Linked DNA regions of Mus musculus: region 2 is linked to region 1. Evidence: chromatin contacts called from public HiChIP or PLAC-seq data. All regions are on one chromosome and are shown on one strand. Each heading gives the region's core, a stretch centred on a gene start, on an enhancer-like site or on the middle of the called end of the contact. The rest is flanking DNA. Distances are from core to core; before and after follow the strand shown.

The links. HiChIP or PLAC-seq counts read pairs in DNA pulled down with a chosen protein or histone mark.
Region 2: a contact with region 1 is called in an H3K4me3 HiChIP or PLAC-seq map of craniofacial prominence, with 4 times the contacts expected there. The contact joins the enhancer-like site here to the promoter of Dlx4os in region 1. A contact is called at or near these places in 15 of 39 promoter capture datasets (the 3T3-L1 cell line, HPC-7-derived erythroid cells, the SN4741 cell line and 8 more), 1 of 15 datasets of contacts at CTCF or cohesin (CD8 T cells), 13 of 484 Hi-C or Micro-C datasets (the 3T3-L1 cell line, 3T3-L1-derived adipocytes, bone marrow-derived macrophages and 8 more), 23 of 115 datasets of contacts at active chromatin or transcription factors (the 230-238 cell line, astrocytes, bone marrow-derived macrophages and 17 more) and 3 of 9 other capture datasets (adipose tissue, liver and pancreatic islet).

What each region holds. Positions count from the first base shown.
Region 1 is chr11:95,141,859-95,147,538 of GRCm38.p6, reverse strand. Dlx4os (distal-less homeobox 4, opposite strand) reads right to left here and starts at 2,486. Exons shown (of 3, transcript NR_040279.1): 1 at 2,265-2,486. Dlx4 (distal-less homeobox 4) reads left to right here and starts at 1,738. Exons shown (of 3, transcript NM_007867.4): 1 at 1,738-2,343; 2 at 5,560-5,680. The coding sequence starts at 2,058.
Region 2 is chr11:95,226,541-95,232,553 of GRCm38.p6, reverse strand. All of the region lies in intron 1 of Gm11515 (a long non-coding RNA gene), which reads left to right. Among named protein-coding and RNA genes, the nearest start is that of Gm11515, 30 kb to the left of the region's middle. Within about 2 kb of position 1,268, at least 17 of the 459 cell types and tissues checked have an H3K27ac peak or open chromatin away from gene starts, as enhancers often do.

The DNA of each region.
Region 1 (5,680 bases), core at 1,237-3,736:
CCTGGTGTGTGTGTGTGCGCGCGCGCGTGTGTGCAAGCATAAAGATGGCATGTGTAACAGAGGGATCGAGTGTGTAGGTTTTCTAGGGAATCTGTGAGGACTTCTGGAATAGGAGATAACGCTGGGTAGTGATGGTGTTTGCCTTTGTCTTTAATCCCAGCGAGGGAGGCAGGAGGCAGGAGGCAGGAGGCAGGAGGCAGGAGGCAGGAGGCAGGAGGCAGGAGGCAGGAGGCAGGAGGCAGGAGGCAGGAGGCAGGAGGCAGGAGGCAGGAGGCAGGAGGCAGGAGGCAGGAGGCAGGAGGCAGGAGGCAGATCTCTGAGTTCCAGGCCAGCCTGGTCTACAGAATGAGTTCTGGACAGCCAGCACTACACAGAGAAATCCTGTCTTAGAAAATCAAACCAAACCAAAAGAATTGTCTCTCTCATTTTGCAAAGCAGCTTAGATGTGTGGGAAAGGGTAGCCCACACATGAGCATATATGTTCACGTTTGGACAGCCTTATTTCTGAGAAGGAAAATTAGTGATTTGACTTGTAATATACAAGCATATGTGCCAGGTAAGCACAATGTGTTTTAAATAAAAATATTACATTTATTTATGTTTGGGTTATGCGTATGTGTGAAGATCCATGCATAACAGAGCCCACATATGGAGCTCAAGAGACTAGCTCTTGGGAGTTTGTTTTTTCTTCCATTATATGGTCCTGGGGACTCCAACTCAGATGGTCAGGCTTGGTGGCAACCTAATTGCTCTTCATCTCTTGTCTGCTGAGCCATCTCATCCACCTCAATCCTGTGCTTTTATTCAAAGAGTTGCCCATGGTTGGGGATGCAGCTGTATATACACCACACCTTAAAGTCTGTGTTTGCCGGTCCATAAATGAGCCTCTTTTCGTAGAGGGATATTGGTATGTAACAATATATGTTGGATGAAGACTCTATGTATTTTTGTGCACGTGGCAACAGATGCTTGCATACATGGTGTTCATTAAGGCCTCCTGTCCTGCTAAGAGACAGGTCCCGAACACAGTCTGGAAGTACAATGGAGTTAGCCATATTTTCTGTGCCCTCCCAGGAGCCATCAAACTAGATTCATCCCCACTCCCAGATTTTGCCCCAGTTCCTGGGAGGCTACATTTTGCAGAGTGCCAGAAAAGGCGGGGCTCGGTACAGGCGAATCCCAGACAGCAGATTCCCTCCAGCAGCCTCAAGGGCCTGCAGGAGCTGTGGTGTCGCAACTAAACCGGGGCCCCTGCCGGAAGCGGAAGCTTGCATTGGGGGTGGTGAGGCGCAGTGGCGGCGGTCGCGGCGTGCCAGGCTCTGGGCGCTCGGCGGGGGCGTGCGCGCCACGCGCGTGCGGGGCAGGCTGGGCGCCAGGCGGCACCCTCCAGGCCCCAGCGTCTGTTTACCAACAAACTGCCATCGCTCTGCAGCTACGCATTCCGACGCGCTGAATAAGCGGCCGGCGCTGGCTAGCTGCTTTTTCCACTCCCTCGCAGAGCCCTGGCAGCGTGGGGCCATGCAGACCCGCGCGACGCGCACACAGGTTCTGAGTCTCCAAAGCGTCTCTAGTTACCGCGCAGCTTCCCTCGTCCCCTAGCCATCCCAGGCCCAATTTCCTAGCACCTTGAACATCGTTACTGAGACTTCCTGACTCTACCGATTCCCCAGGAACTCGGAGTTGATGCAGGGATGTGGGGTCCGGAGCTCGCATCCCTCCCGTTTCCCGGTGCACGCTAACACGAGGGGTGGGGGGCGGGCTCAGCTTGAGGTCACCAAGGAATAGCCAATCCGGGGTGTCTAAGTGGGCGGGGGACCCCTGGGGTCCCGGGAACCGAACCCAGAGGAAAAGATGGGGAAGGGTAAAACCACGGGGTACCCCAAAAAACCCTTTCCCGGGTGCGAGTTCTCTGCCGGAAGAGGCTCAGAGAGACATTTTTCCAGGCATCTGAAGTGTAAGAGTGGCTTGCTGGAGCTGGAGACTTTGAAAGGAGCTGGCAGAAAGAGTAGACAGCGTGCGGGCCATGACCTAGGCCCTGTGGCCCGGCACCGGCCGCAATGACCTCTTTACCCTGTCCCCTTCCTGACCGTGGTGCCTCCAACGTTGTCTTCCCGGACCTCGCCCCCGCCCTGTCGGTAGTGGCTGCTTACCCGCTCGGACTATCCCCGGGAACCGCAGCTTCTCCCGATTTGTCCTACTCCCAGTCCTACGGCCACCCCCGGTCCTATTCCCACCCTGGGCCGGCAACCCCAGGAGACTCCTACCTGCCCCGCCAGCAACAATTGGTGGCGCCATCTCAGCCCTTTCACAGGCCGGCTGAACACCCGCAGGAGCTCGAAGCAGGTAAGTGTGACCGCGGCGGCTCTCCTCACCTCTGGGGTCTGGGTTGTCTTTGCATAAATTTCGCGTTCTTCTGCTTGCGCGCAACTAGAGGGATTCAAACGCTTCTCTCTCCGATACCCAGGAATCTGCGGTAGGGGGAGGGCGAAGGATGGGGGAGGAGCGGAGGCAAGTTGATCTAGGTCTCCTTTTTAAATTCGACCTGGTTTCGATTTGCAGTTTTGAAAAGCCAGGCGGGAGGGCTCCCTACCCCACCCCCTGGAGCAGTGGAGCTGTGTGAGTACCTGTGTAACGGAAATTTGCCCTAATCCAGATGGAGAGGTGGAGATCTAACCCCTTCCCTGTGATTCTCCTCATCCTTCACTCCGTTCCGACATCATCCCTTTTGAGTTCTGGTCTCAGAAACCAGTATATAAATCAAACACTACTAAACAGAAATCAGTTTCCAGTTGGAGATAGGTAGACAACTAGGCTGGGTTCCTTCTCCTTTCCTGGGCCCCACCCCCTTTTCCTGGAGGTGCCTATACCCTGCAGGATCTGGGTATAAGACCCCCACCAACTGTTGCTCAAATAATAAACTTACAGGCTGGTCTACCAGTCTCCAGCTCTTTCCCTGGCCTCCTCTGCCTTGTGCCTAAGACATCTTTACCATCTCCACCTTTAACTTTGGGATACATTAGACCCAGCTTCGGTTGCCTGCAGCAAATCTGAGCTCCACTGGAAGGCTTCGGTGAAGACAGGGGAGCAGCTGGCCTTCCTAGCTCCGACCTATGCACAGCCCAACTGACAGACCCTGGCTGGCAGTACGAGGATGCTCTCCATAGACCCACTGACTCCTTGAACATCAAAATGGTCCAATTGTTCTTGGCATAGTCCTCGAAGATGCGCAAGTCTGTGATGTGACTTCACATAATCAGCCCCAAACCAAGATGTTTCTCTCCTTTTCCCTGGTCATTCTGGCATAAATTCATGACACATACACCCCCAACCAAAACCACATTAGAATAGAGGCTCACATTCCTTGTTCTATGGTTGGAGAAACTGAGATAGAAGGAATGCATATAGATAGATCCAGGACACAACTTTTTTTTCCAGGCTCCTGGACCAGGGCAAGTTCACTTTCCTCAATGGACGGAGCCAGGAAAGGGGACTTTAGGAACTTCTCAGGACCCCAGAAAGTTAACAGCTTTCTGGAGCAGAGTGGGGGTGGGCCTGCTAGGTTGCTGGGTCTCCTTGGAGGAGGGACAGTCCGTCTGAGTGGCAGAGTTTTGCATACAGATCTACAAAGGAACCGCTTGGACTCTTCTTTTTAGATATACTAATATACACTGGGGAAGTAAAGGCAAGGGGGGTCCTGAGTTTGAGGACAAGTCGGGCAACCTGCTATCCGTCCTGTGTGTGCACATGAGGACAGACAGTGTGCATTTTGGGACTGGAGAGGAAGAACCTGTCCTTATTGGGAGACCTGTCTGGCAATAAGGTGGACCTGTCTTCCATATGCCTTCCCTAGCTTGGTCCAAGAACAATGGACTGAAGAATTCTTTCTATTACGTACTTTACCCGGATACAACGAAAAAATAAAATAAAATAAAACAAAACAGAGACTCCATGTTCACAAACAGATTCTTTAAAAAAAAAATATACCGTAGCATTTCGCTATTGAAATTATGCGGGCCGCCGCCCATTCTTGAATGAATGATTGGAGTACGAGAGAGGGCTTGGGGTGTCCTACGCCCATACTACGGGTGCACCTCCGTCCCAGGGAGGCATTTGGCTCAGAAAGAGCCTCAGCAACACCCCTTTGGGGCTGCGGGTGTGGCTGCCGCGCCTCCACGGAGGCCCTGGGGACCCGTTATCGCGACCGACCGGGGTAGATCCAGTTGTGACTTGCCAAAACTAGTGTGGAAAAAGGCAGCTGTTCCGGAAGGCACCTGGAAGGTGATCTGCTCTGCGAGTTCAGCAGTCCAGGCTGTCTTCCTTCGCGCTCTGCTCGCTATTACCCGAACTGCGCGGTCCAGGCAGCCAAGAAGGCATGGGTTGTCGCTTGGCTGCCGGCCCCGGGTGAGCAGTAGAAGTCGGAGTAGGAGAGACAAGACAGGCGCGGGCGGGAGCGCGGGCGGGAGCGGGAGCGGGAGCGGAAACCCAATGGTTTTTCTGGGAATTGGCTGAGGTTGGAATCCAGGGGACAGGATTTGAGGACCACAGCCCCCAAGGCCACCGGTGAGGGATGTGGGGGAGGTGAAGGCAGTGGTGACTGCGGCCCACGAGCAGAGACCCTAACATCTGTTGGGTGAACCCAGCTAAGAATGGATGGGGAGCTGAAGGACAGAAGCTGCTACTGCTGCCAGGATACAGGCAGGGACATCTCACCCGCTCTATTCTGGGGTCCTCATAGTAGACCTGCACGGAAAGAGGCAGCTGTCACCCCAACATTTTGTCATCCCGGGCAGGCATTTTGCCTCTTCCCATTTCTCATCCCCTTGCACAGTCTCAGTATCCCATAAAGTGGTCCAGGTCGGGGCCCCGGTTTCAAGAATGGAAACCCATGCCCTCAATCTTGACGCCAACCTGAAGCCGCTTCCTATAATAGTGGGAGTTGGGGGCCTGTGGGGGACACCAGACCTTTTGCTACAGCCTACAGCCCAGCGATGACAATATAACAACCCGTATTGCTGGCGGAACATTAAGCTTTCCGGACCTGAATCACTTTCCTTCTGAAGCAACCGCGCTGGGGCCCGCAGGAAATACATCTTGTTTCTAGATCCCTGAAACTTTGAGTATTACTCTTAGGTTTCTTGAGTCTTTGATACACTGCTCTGCTCATCTCCAGACCTTAGCTCAGCTCTCCACGAGTCTTTTGCCCTGTTCTATTCTAAGCAGGTCCACCAACCAACATACCAGCACCCTGCCACCCTGCAGGAGCCTGGGCACCCTTACCCTGGCCCTTGGCGATTTGTGTTCTTAGGTCCTATAGTGGTAGCTTCAGCAGGACAAGAACTCAAGAGCTGAAGCTTGTATTGACTGTTGCTGGTGTTGAAATGGCAGGGATAGGCAAGGCTTGTTCCACTGCACACACACACCGAGACTCAGGTTGATAGTGAAGGCTGCTGTTGTTTTTGCTGATTGCCCATGGTGTGGGATGCGATGAGCTTATTAAGAAATGCCCGACTCACCTGGTCCCTTTGCATGCTTACAGCTTAGTGTTCTTCTGCCTCCCAGAATCAGAGAAGCTGGCACTGTCTCTGGTGCCCTCCCAGCAGCAGTCCCTGACCAGGAAGCTGCGCAAGCCCAGAACCATCTACTCTAGCCTGCAGCTCCAACACCTGAACCAGCGTTTCCA
Region 2 (6,013 bases), core at 19-2,518, 86 kb before region 1:
GACATATGAGGCAGTCTGCAGTGGGGTTGCTCCTTAGAGAGGGTTCGACCTGGGGAAGTGACCTCGGGGTGGAGGTGAGACTGGACACTCTGTTCCAGGTAGATTTTTCACAGAAAGCAAACACAAGAAGACACAATGCATCCTGTATGAAGGAGATTGGAGGCAGGGGCCTGGGCCAAATAGACTCTCCAGCCTTTGCTTTCTATTTTTTGGATGGCGCTCTGAACTTCATCCCTGTCCTTTATAGCCTGGGATTAGCTCAATTCTGGGATCTCGGGGCAGGCTGCCTTGTCCTAGCTGGCCCTGGCCATCTTTACCTGAAGATGCGGGTGAGGGCTAGGCTCCGCCCTCCAGGCCCCGCCCCCTGGCCGCCCCGCCCCCTGGCAGTCCGCATGCAGTTTCCGCTCTGGCCTCTGGGTGCCGCTCGATGGCTGCGGTTGGTCCATCGCCCCCCTCAGCTGATCCTCACCTTCTTTCGACCTTTTTCCAGTCCTCCCGCGCTGCCACCCCGCAGCGGCTGCTTGCATTTAGGGAAAGAGAAACGGCCACCCCTACGAAGTATTTTCACAAACATCTCATTTGATCCTTTTGTTGTTAGTGAGCTGACTCTCCGAGGCATGGAGAGGCCAAGTGGCCTCCCTCAGATCTACAGAAGAGGGAGAGGATCTTAGGAATTGAGTCAGCTGGGGGCGGGTGGCAGGAAGGGGGTCTCAGATGCCTGCTCTGGTTGTATGGGGTCCCAAGGAGAAGGAAAAGAGGCCATGCAGCCTTGGGCAAGGCCCTGCTCCGCTCTTTCCCAAAAATAGATCTCCCTTCCGAGGGCGGTCTAAGGAAATCCCATTTAGAAAACAAATCCTAAAAAGAAACTGCGCATATCCAGGCAGTTAAGGGCAGGTTGGGTGAAGGACCCTATTTGTTTGCAACCCATAGTCCCAGATGCAGGGTTCCTGTTCTTCTGTCCCTGGGGAGGTCCCGCACAGACCCTTTCCTGAGGCAGTGATGAAAGAAGGGGAGAAGGAGGCTTAAAGCCTGGCAGCCATAGACCGAAGTGGTTGGGAGGCAGCTCTACACACCCGGCGGGCACGCGCGGGCACACACACACACACACACACACACACACCTGTCCATGAGACAAGAAGAATGTCCCAGAAGTCATTGCTTCCTTCCTGTTGCTTTAAGAGTCAGGCAAGGTCTTCCCTGACCTGCCTCAGCTCCTCCCATCTACCCCTAAATTATATACATGTATATTTTAACAAAATATTTTGGGACATAGGGTGTATCTCAGTGGTAGGCCTTGAGTTCAGCTCCCCAGGGCCTGAGGAGAAGACGGAGATGATTTCATTCAAGAAGTTATGGGCTGAGCCTGGTGGCTCAGGCCTGCAATCCCAGTTACTCAGGGGCTGGGGTGGGACACTCATGAATCCAAGACCTGTTTGGGCTTCAGAGTGAGTGCCAGGACAGTCAGGGCAAGGTAGGGAGACAGATTCAGCCTCAACAATTTTATTTTATTTTATTTTTGGTTTTTTGAGGCACGGTTTCTCTGTATAGCTCTGGCTGTCCTGGAACTCACTGTGTAGACCAGGCTGGCTTCGAACTCAGAAATCTGCTTGCCTCTGCCTCCCGAGTGCTGGGATTAAAGGTGTGCGCCATCACGCCCAGCTTATTTTATTTTTTTAATGATTTATTTATTTTATGTATGTGAGTACACTGTAGCTGTACGGATGGTCATGAGCCTTCATGTGATTGTTGGGAATTGAATTTTAGGACCTCTGCTCACTCCGGTCAACCCTGCTTGCTCAGTCCCTGTTCACTCTGGTCCACATAAGTACACTGTAACTATCTTCTGACACACCAGAAGAAGGCATTAGATCTCATTACAGGTGACTGTGAGCCACCATGTGGTTTCTGGGATTTGAACTCAGGACTTTCAGAAGAGCAGTCAGTGCTCTTATCCACTGAGCCATCTCGCCAGCCCAGCTTCAACAATTTTAAATGGGGCTGGAGAGATGGTTCAGTGGTTGGAGCACTGGCTGCTTTCCCAGTTAATGTCTGCTCAGTTCCAGCAGCCACATGGAGGCTCACACCTTCTATAATGCCAGTCTCAGGGGACTCAACGCAGCCCCAGGAAAGGGTCTGCGAAGAATCCCCAGGGACAGGAAGAGAGCAGGGACCCTGAATCTGGGACTATGGGCAGCAAACAACAGGGTCATTTACTCAACCTGCCCTCCACGGACACTGCCCTTATGCTCACATGGCGCACAGAGATGCATGTGGACAAAACACCCATACACAGAAAGCTTGGTTTTGTTTGGTTTTGGTTTTTCGAGACAGGGTTTCTCTGTGTAGCCCTGGCTGTCCTGGAACTCACTTTGTAAACCAGGCTGTCCTGCAACTCACAGAGATCTGCCTGCCTCTGCCTCCCAAGTGCTGGGATTAAAGATTTCAGCCAACACCACCCAGTTTAGATAAAATGTTTTTTTAATCAGTATTTATTTAAAGGGCTGGAAAGATGGCTCAGTGGTTAAAAGCACTTACTGAGGGCTGGAGAGATGGCTCAGCTAAGAACACTGGCTGGCCTTCCAGAGGTTCTGAGTTCAATTCCCAGCAACCATATGGTCCCAACCAACCATCTATAATGGGATCTAATGCAGGTGTGTATGCAGAAAGAGAGAGAGAGAGAGAGTGTGTGTGTGTGTGTGTGTGTGTGTGTGTGTGTGTGTGACAAACCTATTCATCTTAGCAGATAGCTCCTAAGTCCTGAGCTGGGTCTGTACGCACAAAGCCAGTTCTCACACGGGGCCACTGCGAGCCTGCTGTTGTGTGGCTGTACTCTGTCCACATTGGCCTCTCTCATCAGCAAGCATCCTGGACACTAATGTTCTACCCTCGTAGGTACCACTGGGACACAGAGTCCCCTGGAGTCTCACACCGCCATGTTGCATGCTCTGCCTCGCTGGCATGGTGTAGCCGGGCCAGCGGGTGTACATCTGATCCCTTGCTTCCTCCCACAGAGTCCCCTGGAGTCTCACACCGCCATGTTGCATGCTCTGCCTCGCTGGCATGGTATAGCCCGGCCAGCGGGTGTACATCTGATCCCTTGCTTCCTCCCACAGAGTCCCCTGGAGTCTCACACCGCCATGTTGCATGCTCTGCCTCGCTGGCATGGTGTAGCCGGGCCAGCGGGTGTACATCTGATCCCTTGCTTCCTCCCGATGAGGCACTCTGTCTTCTCTCCAACCCTAGGACGGGAAGGTTAGAAAGTTCTTTCTCTGGTCCGACCCAAACCCAGATCCCCCAGATCTGGGTCCCCACCTTTGAATGACAGCTGGCTGTGCCCTGAGGGAGATCCTTTACTGCTACGCCTTGGTATTGTATGTGCTTGGATTAAGTGATCATTCCTCTCCTTGGAGGACAATTCTTGCAGAAAGGGGAGAATGTTCTGGAAAGAACCCAGGAAACTCGGGATAATCAACACGGGGCTTCTTTTCTGAAAGCTAGGGGTGGTGGAACCAGGGCCACTTCCTGCCTCCCAGGTCCCAGCGTTTGAGAAAGACAAGGCCTCTGAGCTCGGGCAGGACATTTTGAAGCACTTCTCAGAGTCATCCAAAGCTTACTCTCAGGTATTAGGGGACAGTGGCTTCTGCAAATGTCTGAGGGGGAGGGGCAGGCAGAACTTGGGAAAAAAAAAAAAACCCAGCTGTCCCTTCTTCCTTAGTGGCCTTTGTCACCAGCTGGCTCCACCACCTGCCCAGCATGAGGTTTGAAAACTGTGGATATCACTTGTATGTGCCTGTCTCTACACTCAGCAGGTAGCTCAGAATTAAAGGTCATCGGGGGTCAGCATTAACCCTTTGGGGTTTACCCAGCCCAGTAGGGCTGTGGCTGCTCAGCTAGTACCCATAACGGGGTACATTCCCATAAATACCCAACTGTTTCCTCCAGGATGCTGCAGTTTTGCTCCTGGTCTTTGCCCCCAGAACACTGTCCCCATCCTGAAGCAAAGCCACACTGGAAGCATGCTGCATTGTGTGGTGTTCCTGGGGCAGTCAGGGGGCCTGTCGCACAGTCTATGATAAGGCATCCTGAGGAAAATCACTATTAGAAATACACTCAAAGCGGCCGGAGACGGCTCAGTGGTTAACAACACCTGCTTATGCTGAAGACTGGCTTCAGTTACCAGCACTCACATGGCCTGGTCATATCCATGTCTAACTCCAGTTCAGGGGGGGGGGAGTCTAACACTTTCTTTGGGCTTCTGTGGGCACCATGATACACACATATATGCACATGATACACATATATACATGTAGGCAAAACATTCATACACATAGAATAAATTTGTTTTGTTTTGTCTTTTGTTTTTCAAGACAAAGTTTCTCCGTGTAGTTCTGGCTGTCTTGGAACTTGCTCTGTAGACCAACCAAGCTGGTGAACTCTATTGCTTCTAGTGCTGAGATTGAAGGTGTGTGCATGCCACCACTGTCTGATTTCTGTTTTGGGGGAGGAGGGGTGTTATTTTGTTTGTTTGTTTTAAAAGAAATACACATTCAGGCTGAGTGTGGCACACGTCTTTAATCTCAGCACTCAGGAGGCAGAGGCAGGTGGAGCTCTGTGAGTTCAAGGCCAGCCTGATCTACAGACGGAGCACCAGGACACAGAAACCTCGAAAAACCAAAAACCAAACAAACAAAACAAACAAAAAAAAACCCAAAAGCAAAAACCCCCAAAGCAAAACCAAACAAACAACACCCCCACACACACCAAAGAAAAACCCAGAAAACAAACTATTGAAGGCTGGGTCTGGTGAGCTCAGGGGGTGTTTACCTAGCACTCATGAGGCCTTGAATTCTCTGGTAACACTCAGGAGGCTCGCGCTTGTCATTTCAGCACTTTCCGGGAGGATAGCCTCTGGCACAGCACACAATGCTCAGTGGACCCACAGGAAGTGTTAGCAAGTGGGTACCAGCGGCAAGCCTGGCCGGGCACAGCCCTTATCCAGCTCCTGGAGGGAGGACTGGGGGTTCAAGGTCTGTTTGGGCAGCTTAAGACTCTGCTCAGAACAAAAAAGGATAAGAGGGCTGGAGAAGGAGTTTAGTAGGCCGATATTTGACTAAGGACATGCAGGGCCCTGGGTCTCAACTCCAGCCCTTAAAAACACACCAGGGAAGGTATGTTCGTGCTCAGGCACTTGCTGTGGGGCTCTTCCCTTCTCAAGGCACAGAGCTGGAGATCAGAGCTTGCAGAAGCTTCTGCGTATGGCTGGCCTTGGGAAATAACTCGCGCACACACACATACACTCACACACACATACACTCACACACATACACACATACACTCACACACACATATATTCACACACACATTCACACACACACTCACACACACATACACACATACACTCACATACACATACACTCACACACACACTCACACACACACATACACTCACACACACATACACTCACTCACACACACACATACATTCACACACACATACACTCACACACTCACACACACATACACTCACACACTTACACACATACACTCACACACACACTCATACACACACATACAATTGCGTGCGCTCACTGAGGAGCTTCCCACATCGTTTAGAAGCAGCAGTGGACTGGGCGATGCAGAGACAGGCAGATCTCTGCGAGTTCTAGACCAGCCTGATCTTTAAAGCAAGTTCCAGGACAACCAGGCCTACACAGAGAAACCCTGTCTCCAAAACAAAACAAAACAAAAACAAAAACAAAACAAAAATAAAAACCCCAAACAAACAAAAAAACCAAACCAAACCAAAACTAAAACCCCAAAACAAAACCAAAACAAACCAGAAAGCAAGCAAGGCTGGGCTTGGCAGTTAAGTATCCGATGGGGAGAGTTGACAGTGTGCAGTTCTCTGGAGGGCTAAGGGGTTCACACTTTTGATTGGTTGCTCCTTGTCTTAGGTAGTAGGGTCTCATGCCTATGTTTAGAAAATGCTAACTCTGTCCATTTGGTGGGAACC